2 separate regions of the Lactuca sativa genome follow, and region 1 is linked to region 2. A link is a contact called in public Hi-C data. All regions are on one chromosome and are shown on one strand. Each heading gives the region's core, a stretch centred on a gene start, on an enhancer-like site or on the middle of the called end of the contact. The rest is flanking DNA. Distances are from core to core; before and after follow the strand shown. Region 1 holds the start of LOC111880870 (probable lysophospholipase BODYGUARD 1). Region 2 holds the start of LOC111880883.

Region 1 (6,827 bases), core at 3,172-5,671, 190 kb before region 2:
GTCATCCGACGAACCTCGCAAATGTAGACCATGTCACCAAACTGGTCATAATAGAAGAAATTGTCCAAATTCCCAGTCAAGATTCAATGCGACGTGAACTTTGTAACATTTTCAATTAATGTTTAAGTTACTGTTTAACTTGTATTGTAATTTTATGCTTAATTCGTATTGTAATATCGTTTTTAATTGTTCTTGTAATTTCGTACTGTTGTAATATATTCAATATTGGTATCTATTTGAAGGTCTTTATAAACTCTATTTAAAGGTATAATTTGTAAATAATAATGCATAAGATATAATCATATATTATGGAATAAAGTAATCTATGTATAATATTTAACAATGGTAAAAAATGGATTGTTCAATGTAAATAAAAAAAGATTAAAGTTGAAGGGTTAAAAATGAAAATATACATTTAACAAGGGTAAAAAATCGATTGGAATGTTGACCTTTATTCAAACCAACCTATTTCTACAATACATTTTAAAACTAACCTATTTCTACAATGACTTTTGAAAACCAACCTACTTTTACAAAAAAAACTCTATAAATGATTGTTCCTTTAACAATATTGATCCATCTTAGGCCCGTGTTTTTGAAGATATCAAGACGAACTCTTTCACGTTGATAAAAAAAACAGGAGAGGGGTACCTCCTTAAATTGGTCTTCTTGGTGCATTATCCCTTTGATGTAATTTTTGTTCTTTTGTTTTTTCTGTTGTTCTACTTTGCCCCTAACTGCTTACTATCGGTTTAATAAAATTTCCCTGTAGTTTGTAAATGAAATGTAAAAAGTGAAGCCTATTAGAGATAACAAACACATCAATAAATGGGCAATTAATAAATTCAATGCCAACAAGAAAATGGGAAATAGTTGTAATGCAAGTTAATGAGATTGTTCTGGCTGCGAATGCTTAGCTTGTTCCTATCATTACCAACCCAACATAGACCAAATGGCTTATAGCAGCCACCAGTATTATACTGTATTCTTTGGTATAAATGGTTGAAAGTTTAAGTTTTTTTTTTTTTTTTTTTTTTTTTTTTTTGGGGGGGGGGGGGGGGGGTGGGGTGGGGTGGGGGGCAGTAATGTAATTTAAAGATGTTGTGTTTGACAAACAGTTTTTGGTATTTTATAACTTTTAGTTATTAACAAAAAAAAAATCAATTTTAACAAACAAGTTTTGCAAAATACGGTCTAGTTAAATTGAAAAATACTTGTGTCGGTTTAAAACCAATCCAACATTGTCCGAAAAATTAAATTAATCTAAAAAAGCATATTACAAATGAAAGAAAACATTTTATATCAATTTTTATGATATATATTATACTTTTGAAATTATCATTAAATATTGTATATAATAAGTTTATAAACATTACTTCTGAACTACATCCCAAAAATATGCTACTTCTACTTCGAAATTTACTTTATAAAAAAATCCAAAAAAATAAAAATACAGGAATAGTATCCAATATATGATACTATGATAGGATATGATGCTCAAAGAGTAGCATTAAGTAAAAAGAATTCAATGCAACTCTTGAGTCTTGAAGATACATATATATGGTTGTGACATTAAGTACACTCACAGGTCAATAAATAATTAATGTTAAAGTAAATAATAAATAGTAATAAATTCAAACAAATACCAAAATGTTACATCATTTATAAATATTAACTCATAATGAACATCGAAATCACACATTTTCCATACGGTGATATTGTATAAACATTCGAATAACCGCTAGCTACGCACACTTCGCCTTTGCGTAGTAAATACATGCACTAAATGGAATATAACAGGGAGAAAAAGACTAAAAACTTGGGGAAATCATGCATAATTATGTATATATATATATACTAAGATTACTAGTATATATCCATCTTCATGATTTGTGATGGAGTTGATATCTTTTATTTACCCTTTTAATTTTGAAGTCTTCCAAATCTCTTCGAGTTCTCTAGCGAAAGCTTCTTGACGTCCAACAACAATGGTGATATGATCTTTCTTTTCTACAACATTAACATTAGCACGAGGGACTTTGGTCTTAACATTGCTGCTGCACTCCACGGGAATGAGCTCGTCGTCTTCACCATGGAAAATATGAACGCTGCAACTCAACCTGTTCTGAACCGTATCTAAATACCCTTCGATCTTGCCAGCAGTCCCACATATGATGTTGTGAAGCGTATGCCATGCGGCATTATGTGTATGACAACAGAAACCTTTTATCAAGTAGGTTTTAATCCTGTATTAATCATACATCACATGACACTCATTATCTGTGTAATGACTTATGAGTTATGACATATTAATTAATATAGCCACTATAGTTGTTTATGACGAAATTAAAAGTGAAGGGGCCACGTAGTAACGATTTAATCAATGAATGGCCTCACTTGGTGAGCGTGACATGTGTATCGGTGTATGTATTTGCAACTTGCTTCAATATTATAAAGGACGATTTAACCAGTATAGACTAGTCTCCATCTTGATGATCATGACACCGTGCTTCTCAAGATCGCAACACGTTTTGATTTTGAGGATCATTACCCGAAAACATATATTTTGAATTCAAAACACTAAAAAGGATTGGGTTGTAATCCGGTTTACCACCCGATAATAATAGCAATCATGGATTGAGTTCATAAATTTAAAATTCGGTGCATTAATTGGGTTGTGAACTGATCACTACGACATCGACTAGGTCAAATAAAAATATTAAGTGCGAAGATTTTTATTTCTAAACATTTTAGATTTGATCCTGAAATAAATATATCATTTTTTTTAAAAGATATCCAATATTCACCGTAATAATTATTATATCGCCGTTTTTATAGGTTGGAAAAAAACGGTTACCTATTTCGGGTGATGAGTTTGGTGAGAAATTCCCAGATTCGGTGGTTCTTGCAGATAAGCAAACAAATCGTTCGGCTAACATGTTCATACCAACAAGCTAACGACGCTCCAAACGCTATCAATGGCCACACCCGCCGTGGCGCCACCTTCCTCATCATATATTGTGTCGCTTGTTCCCCTTTTGGCGTCGGAAAATATGGCTGTGAATTCAACCCATTCAATTATTTAATATATTTCGAAAATGCATGCTATAAGTGGTTTACTACAGATTAATGCTTACTGGTGCGAGCAGAGTGAGGGACTTGACGGAGTTGGGATATTTCACGGCGAGTGCTAGAGCTAGAATGCAACCAAGAGAATGAGCCACGATATGAAAAGATTTGACCTTGTGTGCTTCGAGTACCGATCTTTCGATCATGTCTAAATGCTCTTTGATCGTGTAGAGCGAGTCGTGGGGCTTTGGACTTCGTCCGAAACCCAGTAGATCTATTGCGAATAAACGATATGCTGATTTTGTAGATTTGGAGAAGTTCGGGAATAATGTCTCTGTCCAGAAAGCCGACGATGATATGAACCCATGAATAAATAAAACATCATCCCCTACATTATCTGTGATCATGAAAGAATATGATGAGTACATGAACTTAACTATATGAAAATATGGAGGTAATTAAAACTTAAAAGCATATATATAGGTATGGATGCAAACCTTTAGGTCCATCGGTGTGGACAAAAAGAGTGTCCTTACAAGCGTTCGACCATGAGTTGCAGGTGTCGCAATCGCAATCGGACCACCGAGGAATGGGGTGAGACTTATGACCACCGATTTTCTCTTGAAGCATTTCAACAATGGTATTGTTCACCGTGAAAGTCGACGACGACCGAACGGTGGATTTATTGATGGAGGCGACCATGGTAGTTGCGTCATTGATTTTCCGGCGTTTAAGCTCCTTGACGGTGGTTTTGGACACCTCCGCAACCAACGACGGCCGGGTATAGAGGGTGTCGGAGATCTCTTCTAGTTGTATCTTGGTGGATGTAAGACAAACAATCTTCTTTGACTGACCTTTCTCAGACACCAAAATTCGACCAGTTCCACTCATGGCTTCTTTCGGTGAAGAACAGTAACAGGGTTTCCATTCGGCCTCAATGAAGAAATCAATGACTTTATAAACGAAACAAAGTACCAAATCAAGAACGTCAAGAATGGAGAAGATAACAAAACTCAAAACATCGTTAATCAACTTCCCGATTATCGCCAGAGTTGTTCTGATCATCACGCTCATTTTGCCACCGAAAACAAGAGCTGCCTCCCACATTCGATGGAGTATAGTAGTTACGTTGATAATTAACACTACAAGACCCGACCCGACCCTTTTGCAACACAACCCATGCAAGACTCTTTAGTTTTGGAGGGGAAAGAGTGATGAGTTTGCTACTTGTATTAAAGGGGTTTTGTGTGGACAGGTACTAACAGGTAAGAGATAAATGCATTCATTAAAACAGTTTGCTGGAGGAAAATAAAATATAATGATTTTAGCAACATTTTTAAACAAAGGGTTGGTGGTGGTTGAACCTCCAATTTAGCACCTCCCAAGAAACCATTTGGCCCTCTTAAGATCCTTCTGTGAGGTTATAAATGTAACTTCAACCATTGTTGACCCTGCACACCATGACTAGGTCTCTACACCTAGAAAAACGTTCCATTTTTGTCAATGATAGACACTCATTGTTAAGCTGGAAAATGACTCATGAGAGTAATTAACTTTTGCGTTTGTACTCATTAGTCCCTTTTTTTTTGTATTCAATATATCATCGAACTTGTTGTTGGTGTTTACCATAGCCCTTTTGACCGGCTTTTGACCTGTGATAGCCGGTTAAAGGGTTATGGTGAACACAAACAACAAGTTCGATGGTATATTGAGTACAAAAAAAGGAAAGGGACCAAATGAGAACAAACGCAACAGTTGGTTACCCTCCTGATTTATTTTCCCTTTACTCATTTACAACAAATCACACATCATCTCCTACTGATATTAATGACTTTATGAGATTCATTCTTGCTTCTCTTCAAAACATAACTCACGAAAGGACATTATTCATGCATGTACAACTTTGTAATGCACTTGAATATTTATTAGGGGAATCTTGACTAAGTAGACGCATTTCATGACTACATTTACATTTGCAATCAAATGATTTATCGTATCATGGATTCTAGACAAGTCTACAAACGAGTGGAATCACAAGTGCAGTGATTTTTAAGTTTACTTAGCTTTAAGATCGAACTCATGGGATAAGATACAACATCAATATGTACAATACCATGCTGCTTTTGTAGACACATCACCATAATATTATACATATTAATGTTGTATCTTATCCCATGAGTTCGATCTTAAAGCTATGTAAACTCAAAAATCACAGCACTTGTGATTCCACTCGTTTGTAGACTTGTCTAGAATCCTTGGTATTATACATATTAATGTTGTATCTTATCCCATGAGTTCGATCTTAAAGCTATGTAAACTCAAAAATCACAGCACTTGTGATTCCACTCGTTTGTAGACTTGTCTAGAATCCATGATACAATAAATCATTTGATTGGAAATGTAAATATAGTCATGAAATGCGCCTGCTTAGTCAAGATTCCCTTAATAAATATTCAAGTGCATTACAAAGTTGTACATGCATGAATAATGTCCTTTCGTGAGTTATGTTTTGAAGAGAATCAAGAATGAATCTCATAAAGTCATTAATATCAGTAGGAGATGATGTGAGATTTGTTGTAAATGCGTAAAGGGAAAATGAATCAGGAGGGTAACCAACTGTTGCGTTTGTTCTCATTTGGTCCCTTTCCTTTTTTTGTACTCAATATACCATCGAACTTGTTGTTTGTGTTTACCATAACCCTTTGACCGGCTATCACAGGTCAAAAGTCGATCAAAAAGGCTATGGTAAACACCAATAACAAGTTCGATGGTATATTGAATAAAAAAAAAAAAGGATCAAATGAGTACAAACGCAAAAATTAATTACCCTCAAGAGTCATTTTCCATTCTTAAGCAACTAAAAAGTAAAAATCCGTAGGTATTAATTTAAGGGTAGTAACAAATTAATAAATGGTATTAGTAATATTTATGCTTGTTTCTGATTCTTTTCACCAAACCGCACAAACATTATGACTACGAAGTACACAAGGAAATGTAGGTATATTGAATGCAATATTGGTTTGGCGTTTGATCGTAGGTGGATAATTGCATCGATGGCATGATTCAAGATTAATAGTATTGAAGTAAACATTACGCAAAACTGCCATCAGTGGTAGGACAATAAATGTGGGTAGCCACATTTTCAAACCAAAGAGTTACGAATCTATTGAATTTAATGCTCCATGACCCATGTCTCTTTATATATGGTTCATCATTAACGAACACGAACTAGTTTCGGATTTAAAGATAAATATTTTTTTATTGCTTTTCTATTTTGATGATTCATATTGCCTGCAAGTGAATTCTTGCATGAAACTGCAATTAATATTCTCCTTCATTTGGAAAAATAAACATTTTATTCTTGTTACTTTGTAGTGTACAAGAGTTAATTGGTATACAAATTCATTCAAAACTGCATCAACCGTGCATGGTTATTTGCATTATACATATTATATATACACATGAAACTTATGAAGATGAAAAAGATCAACAAATGTTTGGAATTAAAAGTGAACTTGATATGTTTTATAAGTTTATTTTTTCTAAAGGATTTAGCATTCTAGCTTAAAACCCTATGAACTAAATTGCTAAGAAGTTATTTACTTTGTCATTTAGTTTTCACTTAATTAAACACACACACACACACTATATATATATATATATATATATATATATATATATATATATATATATATATATATATATATATATATATATATATATATATATATATATATATATATCACTACAAGAAAAGT
Region 2 (6,692 bases), core at 1,929-4,428:
GGAAAATAGAATTGTTAGAAGCGAAGAGTTGCCCGAGTTTGAAATCATCACTTTAACAAGTGAGTGCATAGTCCCTTCCATGAACATGACTTTAATACAAGTATTGATTAAAGTATTAAATATATGTTTGTGTGTGAAGTATTTGATATTTCCTGAAATACGTGTTAAGAGCATATATGATGATTTAGGATACAGAGTAAACCTAAATTAATTAAGAGGAATATTGGATAGTATCTCCTTATGAGTACGAGTGAGATATACATGGAGGCTAGAACTTTAAAACTTGTCATTGATCCGAGAGCATGGATTAGACTTAGTCATTTTTCCTTAGTCCGAGAGTATGGAGAGGACATAGTTATTTGTCATTAAGCCAGGGGCATGAATTAGACATAGTCTATTGTCCATAGTCCGAGAGTATGGAATGGACATAGTTATTGATCCTAGAGTATGGATTAGACATAGTCATTTGTCCCTAGTTCGAGAGTATGGAATGGACATAGTTATTGATCCGAGAGCATGGATTAGACCTACCCGATCTGGGAGTATGGATTAGGTAAAGTGGTAAATTTTAGATCCGAGAGTATAGACTGTGTCGTTGTGAGGGTCTACCAGGTGGGGTAAAATTGCTTATATGAGGTTAAATTGTATATGTTGTAGTTCTAAAACATATATATATATATATATATATATATATATATATATATATATATATATATATATATATATATAACATTGTGGGATTGAAATCCCTATGTACTCACCAGGTTTCCCAACCTAATCTACTTAGTTTATTTGTATCACAAGTGTCAATATGAAGCTACATTACAATGATAGATTAAAGGAGATGTAAATCACTAGTGTCAATAAATGTAATGTCTGTTTATGCTTATGTTTTTATATTGACGATGACATCCCAAAGTTTTTATATAAACAAAGTACATTTCTTCGGAAATGCTTTGATAATATATTTATCATGTTTTTTTTGGGAACAAATTCTGCAATATTATTCTTTAAAATGAATACTCTAATTTTCAAATAAGCATAAATAAAAATTTTAAAATGAGCATGAAAATGGGGATGTCACAATTAATAGAGCGCGTGTGGCTAACCGACACATTAAAACGAGATGATAAATGACATAAAGAGTGCCAAGTTAATTTGCATGGTTATTCACATCTCGTTTGTGATCCTCGACATCCCAGTGACAAAAGTAAGATCGTAATCTGAGTTTAAACATGCCATTGATTGAATTTAATGAATCTCAAAAGATCTAGGAGTTTCATACGATTGAGATTGGTAAGAGATTTACCTACCAAAAATAGATTTGAATTTGATTACGACATCCCTCTTCAAAGTTTGCATCGAAAATATGGATCCGAGACTTAATTTAAAATTGATGGGTTAATAATTAATGATTAAAATAAACTAACTTGAATTCTCTTTTCTCCCTTTTATATATGTCAAGTCAAGACAATAATGATCTTCTTCATTCTTTTGGAAATAGTTTTCCTCTAGCTAATGAAGATGATATTGCACTATCAGATAAAGGTGAAAATGTTTTTTCTTCTTTGGGAAATGGTGGAAGTGGACGTCATGCTTCTCCAACTCTTCCTCCTCCTCCAGTGACTCTACCCACGTCATGTTTTCCTTAAGTTGAAAGATATGAAACTACTCATGTAACACCCTGTTCCGAATTGTTTTTTAATTCGGGGTTGTGGCCCGAAGATCGGTTATCATCGAGCTTAGGGCCTTTGGGGAAAGAGAGATATAGACCCATTTGGGTGTGGGTAATGCAATTTAGATGATTCAGGAGTTCAGTTTGTGTTTTTGAGCCAAAAGGGTATATCGATAAAGTGTCAGTTTGAGATTTTATGGAAATTAGATTTTAGTTCGGGAAGTTTTAAGGCAAGTATGAATTGATAGAAGCGTAGAGCTTCTCGTTATCTTTTCGTTGATATAAAGATTGTCGGAAACAGACTTATAACGAAGAAGTTATGGTCTTCGGAAAATGGTAGGGTTTAGGGTTAACCCTAGTACGCTGGGCGTATATAGGGAGTAGGCGAGGTGTACCAGGGAGAAGGATCGCAACACCTTTGGGGAGTATGCTGAGTGTAATAGGAGTATGTAGGGCGTACTCCAGTTTCATGCAACCCTAATTTAGGGCCTTGGACCCTATTTAAGCTCCTTAACTCAACACCAAACCCTAATATCTTCAGCCTTCACCCCTTTTAAACCGTAGATTTGAACCCTAAGTGCATTAGATGATTTTTGTGCTTGAAAAGTGATTTGTGGTGAAGAAGAAGAAGGGGAACACTTGGAGGAGTGGCTTGAGCTTGTAGATCCGGGAGTATCTTCTCATTTGCAAGCTTTCTAAGGTAAAAAGCTTATACATTGATGACCATTTAGGTTGGATCTACTTTATGGTGTTTCTTTGACCTTTATAGTCCTTTGATGTAAAGATGAGCTTTTGATATACTACAGATGTAGTGGATGCTAGATATAAGCTCCAATAAGGTCATTTGTTCATAAAAATGCAAATTTTATAGAAGATTTTGTTTCATGCAAGTATTAAGGGGGTGTTTGGATAAATTGGATTATAGCTTATTAGCTTATTTGTGGCGAGAATAAGCAATAAGCAAGGGACGAGATGCTTATTAAAATCAGTTTACTTAGCTTATCCTTACCACAATAAGCTGCTTTTTAAGGATTTCTATCCAAACACTTAAACTTTGCTTATTGTGGTGGGAATACGCAATAAACAATAAGCACCCTCTTTTTTCCCTATCCAAACACCCCCTAAGACCCTTATTAAGTTCATTTTTAATTGTTGAGACCCATTAAGGCATGTAGGAGAGTAAAGTTGGCAACTTTATGTTGGAACAATAAATACGATTGATAGATTCTATAGTAAAGTTGGCAACTTTTTGGAGGTGGACCTGTTTGGAACCAAACCGGTTTGGGGGTTAACCGGTTTTGAGTTTGTTGATCAGAACCGAACCGTTTTAGGGGTTAACCGATTTTGACTTTGTTGACAAGAACCAAACCAGTTTACTGAACCTTTCCGATTTGAAAAAAAAATCCGGTTTGTGCACATCTACTTGTATATGACAAATGGCTGATCCAGTACATAAATTACTTTTTCGAAAAGCCCAATTGTTTATATCAGCCCAATACTTTGATTACTCCCCTCTTTCGCCATCTCTCTCGATTGAATCGGGGAAGTCATGGGATACGTACTCAGGGTGAGGTTCGCTTCGTTCTTCGCCGGCGCTGCGGTGGCTTCAGCCGGTGGATTCTATTTTCTTCACAAGGATTACAAGGTCGCTCATCAATCTATGTCTCAACAGGTATTCTCTTTCCCTTTTCCTCTACTTTGTGTACCAATTAGTCCCATTACTACCGGTGGTGTATCCCAAATGCGTTATCGTCTTTATTTCGAATTGACTGAGTGATTCTCTCAGTTTTAAAGCAGTAATTGATAAATGTTGGTGCTATTATGCTGTGATTCGATATAAAACGCACAAAATCAGAACCCTAGGTAACCGATCAGCATGCCCTTTCCATACATGAACCACGATTAAATTGGATTTTCAGTATGTTATGTGGAGTAGGAAAACAATTTAGTTTTTGTGGGCAACCATTGAGTTTTATCTTGCAGCATGCCCTAGATTATATCTTTGGAAAACATGGGGTTTACATGCTTATAGGCTAAATGAATATGTTTATAGATCTATCTACCTTCTTTTCTTGAGCTGCACTTTTTAAATAAAAGCATGCTTCCATTAATTTCAGAAGTTTATGCCATTAGATACAACATTTAGCAAAGAATAAAAGCGCTTTTGGAGGAGGTAGAAAGACAAAAATCTTTATTATTGTTTGAAATCTTGAGTCTAGAGTTCCATGGCATTTTAGGGATTGTTTCTTACTTTCTTTATCCCCCCCATTTGATAAAATTTAGCTGTATTATGAAATTTCCATTTTTGTTCTTAAGTAAAACTTGCTACATGCATACAAGTGCATTGCTGGAAACTTATTCACTAGTGGGAGCTTTGGTATTTATTTTTTCTAAGGTTTATAAAAACTTATTTAGTTTGTTAAAAAGCTGTTAATATCTGTGTTATAAAAAGTACATATATCCAATTACCACATTGTTTCTAAAGTTGTAACAAATTATTATATCCATGGTGATGTAGATTAATGACTTTTATAAATCTCTGGATGGACGCATCTCTTCTTTGGAAAATCTAAAAGAAATTGAAGCAATGAAACCGGTTGAAGGTGCAGAATAAGGAAGTCAAAGAGTCTTTGGTAGTTCCAAGCATCTGGTTTGACTCAAAATTTTCTGAATGTTGTAGTGCAAGCCTTTTTTTTTTTTTTTTTAGTTAATAACAAATGTGGATTGACTATTGAGATGGAAGACTTCCAGTCAAATTGAAGGATTTTACTGCATAAGTATATCACATGTTTATCTTATTTCTGTAATTAAAGATGGATTGTGATTTGTAGCAATACAAAAGATAGAACAATCCATGTGGTATGAAGTATGATGGGATATGGCATATATGACCCACCAATAGGGCAACATATGGTGCCTTTTCTTTCCAGCCATTAAAAGCATAAACATATGCTTTATCCAATCGAATGAGATAGTTTGATATTCATTCTTATCCATCAAAGAAAAGAAATGCAATCTATAACCTTCATCCCATTAAGGCAAGGGGGATTTTGGTATCATATTACACCAAGAGCAAAACCAACAGTCTATTTGTGCAATAGTCAACCAAGTTCCCGAGTTTTTTTTTTTCAATGACGTATCATCAATAAAAGATTTTAAGTAGGGTAGCCAAAGAGAGGTGTTTTCTACTTCAATATCCACCACCATTTGGTAAGAAAGGAAAGATTAAGGGACCTTATGGATTATTGTTATTACAATTATTCGATATCGAACTTATTGGGATGTATCAATTCTGTTTTAAAAAGTTCAAAACCTTATAAACTAGACCCTAAAATAAAATTTTGTAACAAATTGACCATTCTTACTTGCTATAACACATTAAGTATGTAAATAGTCTATGGTACATGTTATATATTGGTCCATGTGTCATCAACATGAATTTTTTTGATTATTTTCTTAAGAAGTTATTATTAGAATGGAAATTATGGGGTGTTTGGGATTTGCTTATTTAAAATAATTTATAATTATTTGTAAAAATATTTAATAATTTATTTGGTGTTAAAACAGAGTTTTAGAAAAGAATGTTTGTATTAGCTTATCTAGTATTAAAATGAAATAAGAAAAGAATTTGTTTTTGGTGTTTGGCAATAAATTCTTATTTTATATGTAATAATAAAACAACTTATTTTAAATTAGTCAAAAAAAGTAAATAAGAAGTGTCTTATCAAAAACTCATTATTTGAATCAATAAATGCTTATGAAATCTTTTTATCATAATACTAAAAATTTGTTATTATCGGTCCAAAAGCAATCACAAACACCTCCTATATCTAGATCTCAAAATTACAAAGATTACCATTATAAAAATCATATCGTGCTCTAGTTCTTTCACTTAATACATATTTCCAGATCAAGAATAAGAATACCATTGACATCTACAAATAGATTATAAGAAGTTGGGTTTAAAACCTACAAAACCTCATGCATTTCGCCAAAGACTAACCATTTCTCTCGTTTTGATCGGGATGAAGACAATTAGGTTTCCTTATAACCATAATTATCATTGCTAGTTTGCCACCGTAAAATTCTTCATACACTGCCCCTCCTCCCCCACCCTACCAAGCTACCACCACCCACATACATTATTTGAATATTTATGTACACCACACAATCGAAGGCTAGAGAATTTCCATTTTCTTTTCTAAAAACATGTATAAAATTAGCGTTAACAAAGAGGGGTATTACAGCTCCTATTGCATCATGTTTTTTTCTTTATGGTTTATACAAATCGACTGAAGGGGAAGAGAATTTATATTTATTCTTCGTTTTGAACCAAAAAAATTTGGTCTCACCCTAATTAACTACAAATATGGGTTTACCGTTAGAAGATGAAGAAGAATGAACAAGATTTACAGTAGTGGCGGAACCAACGTCAAAGTAAATGGGTATCCAGGGCCGGACCAAACGTATATGGGGCCCATGGCGAAAAGAAAAAAAGGGCCCTTTGAAGACAAATATAATAAAGACTAAAAAAATATCATTTATTCTTTGGTATAGACGTGTTCAATTAGCAATGATAAGCAAACCAAATTGTTTATCTTTTGAGCTAATTTGAGTTTGAATCAGTTTTACGCCCTATAAATCATTTAGGTAATATTTTTTTTTTATATATATACACTACATAGCCCATAAATTTTGGGCCCCCTAGAGAAGTGGGCCCTGGATGGTCGCATGTGTTGCCCACCGTCTGGACCGGTCCTGGGGGTATTCCAAACTGATGGGTTCGGTTTATCTGTTTTCCAAACTTGGTTTCGGGTTTAAACCCAAACCCATTCGAAAGTTTAACTTGTTGAGAATTGAGAAGCTTATGTTACTTATATAACAGATATATAGGAGCTATGATTCATATTATAATATGAGACAATTTTAGAATTTTAAAAAACCAAGTTGAAAAACTGATAAATAAAATAAAATACACTCGTATAAGGGCCAAGCTTCAAAATAGGGACCTCAAAGT

Evidence for each region. A called contact is a pair of places that touch in the nucleus more often than the background predicts.
Region 1: a contact with region 2 is called in a Hi-C map of leaf, with 3 times the contacts expected there. The contact joins the promoter of LOC111880870 here to the promoter of LOC111880883 in region 2. A contact is called at or near these places in 2 of 4 Hi-C or Micro-C datasets (leaf and seed).

What each region holds. Positions count from the first base shown.
Region 1 is chr6:12,451,008-12,457,834 of Lsat_Salinas_v11, reverse strand. LOC111880870 (probable lysophospholipase BODYGUARD 1) reads right to left here and starts at 4,421. Exons shown (of 4, transcript XM_023877280.3): 1 at 3,567-4,421; 2 at 3,138-3,466; 3 at 2,858-3,057; 4 at 1,644-2,246. The coding sequence starts at 4,176. The coding sequence ends at 1,916.
Region 2 is chr6:12,255,362-12,262,053 of Lsat_Salinas_v11, reverse strand. LOC111880883 reads left to right here and starts at 3,178. Exons shown (of 2, transcript XM_023877294.3): 1 at 3,178-3,347; 2 at 4,194-4,541. The coding sequence starts at 3,225. The coding sequence ends at 4,289.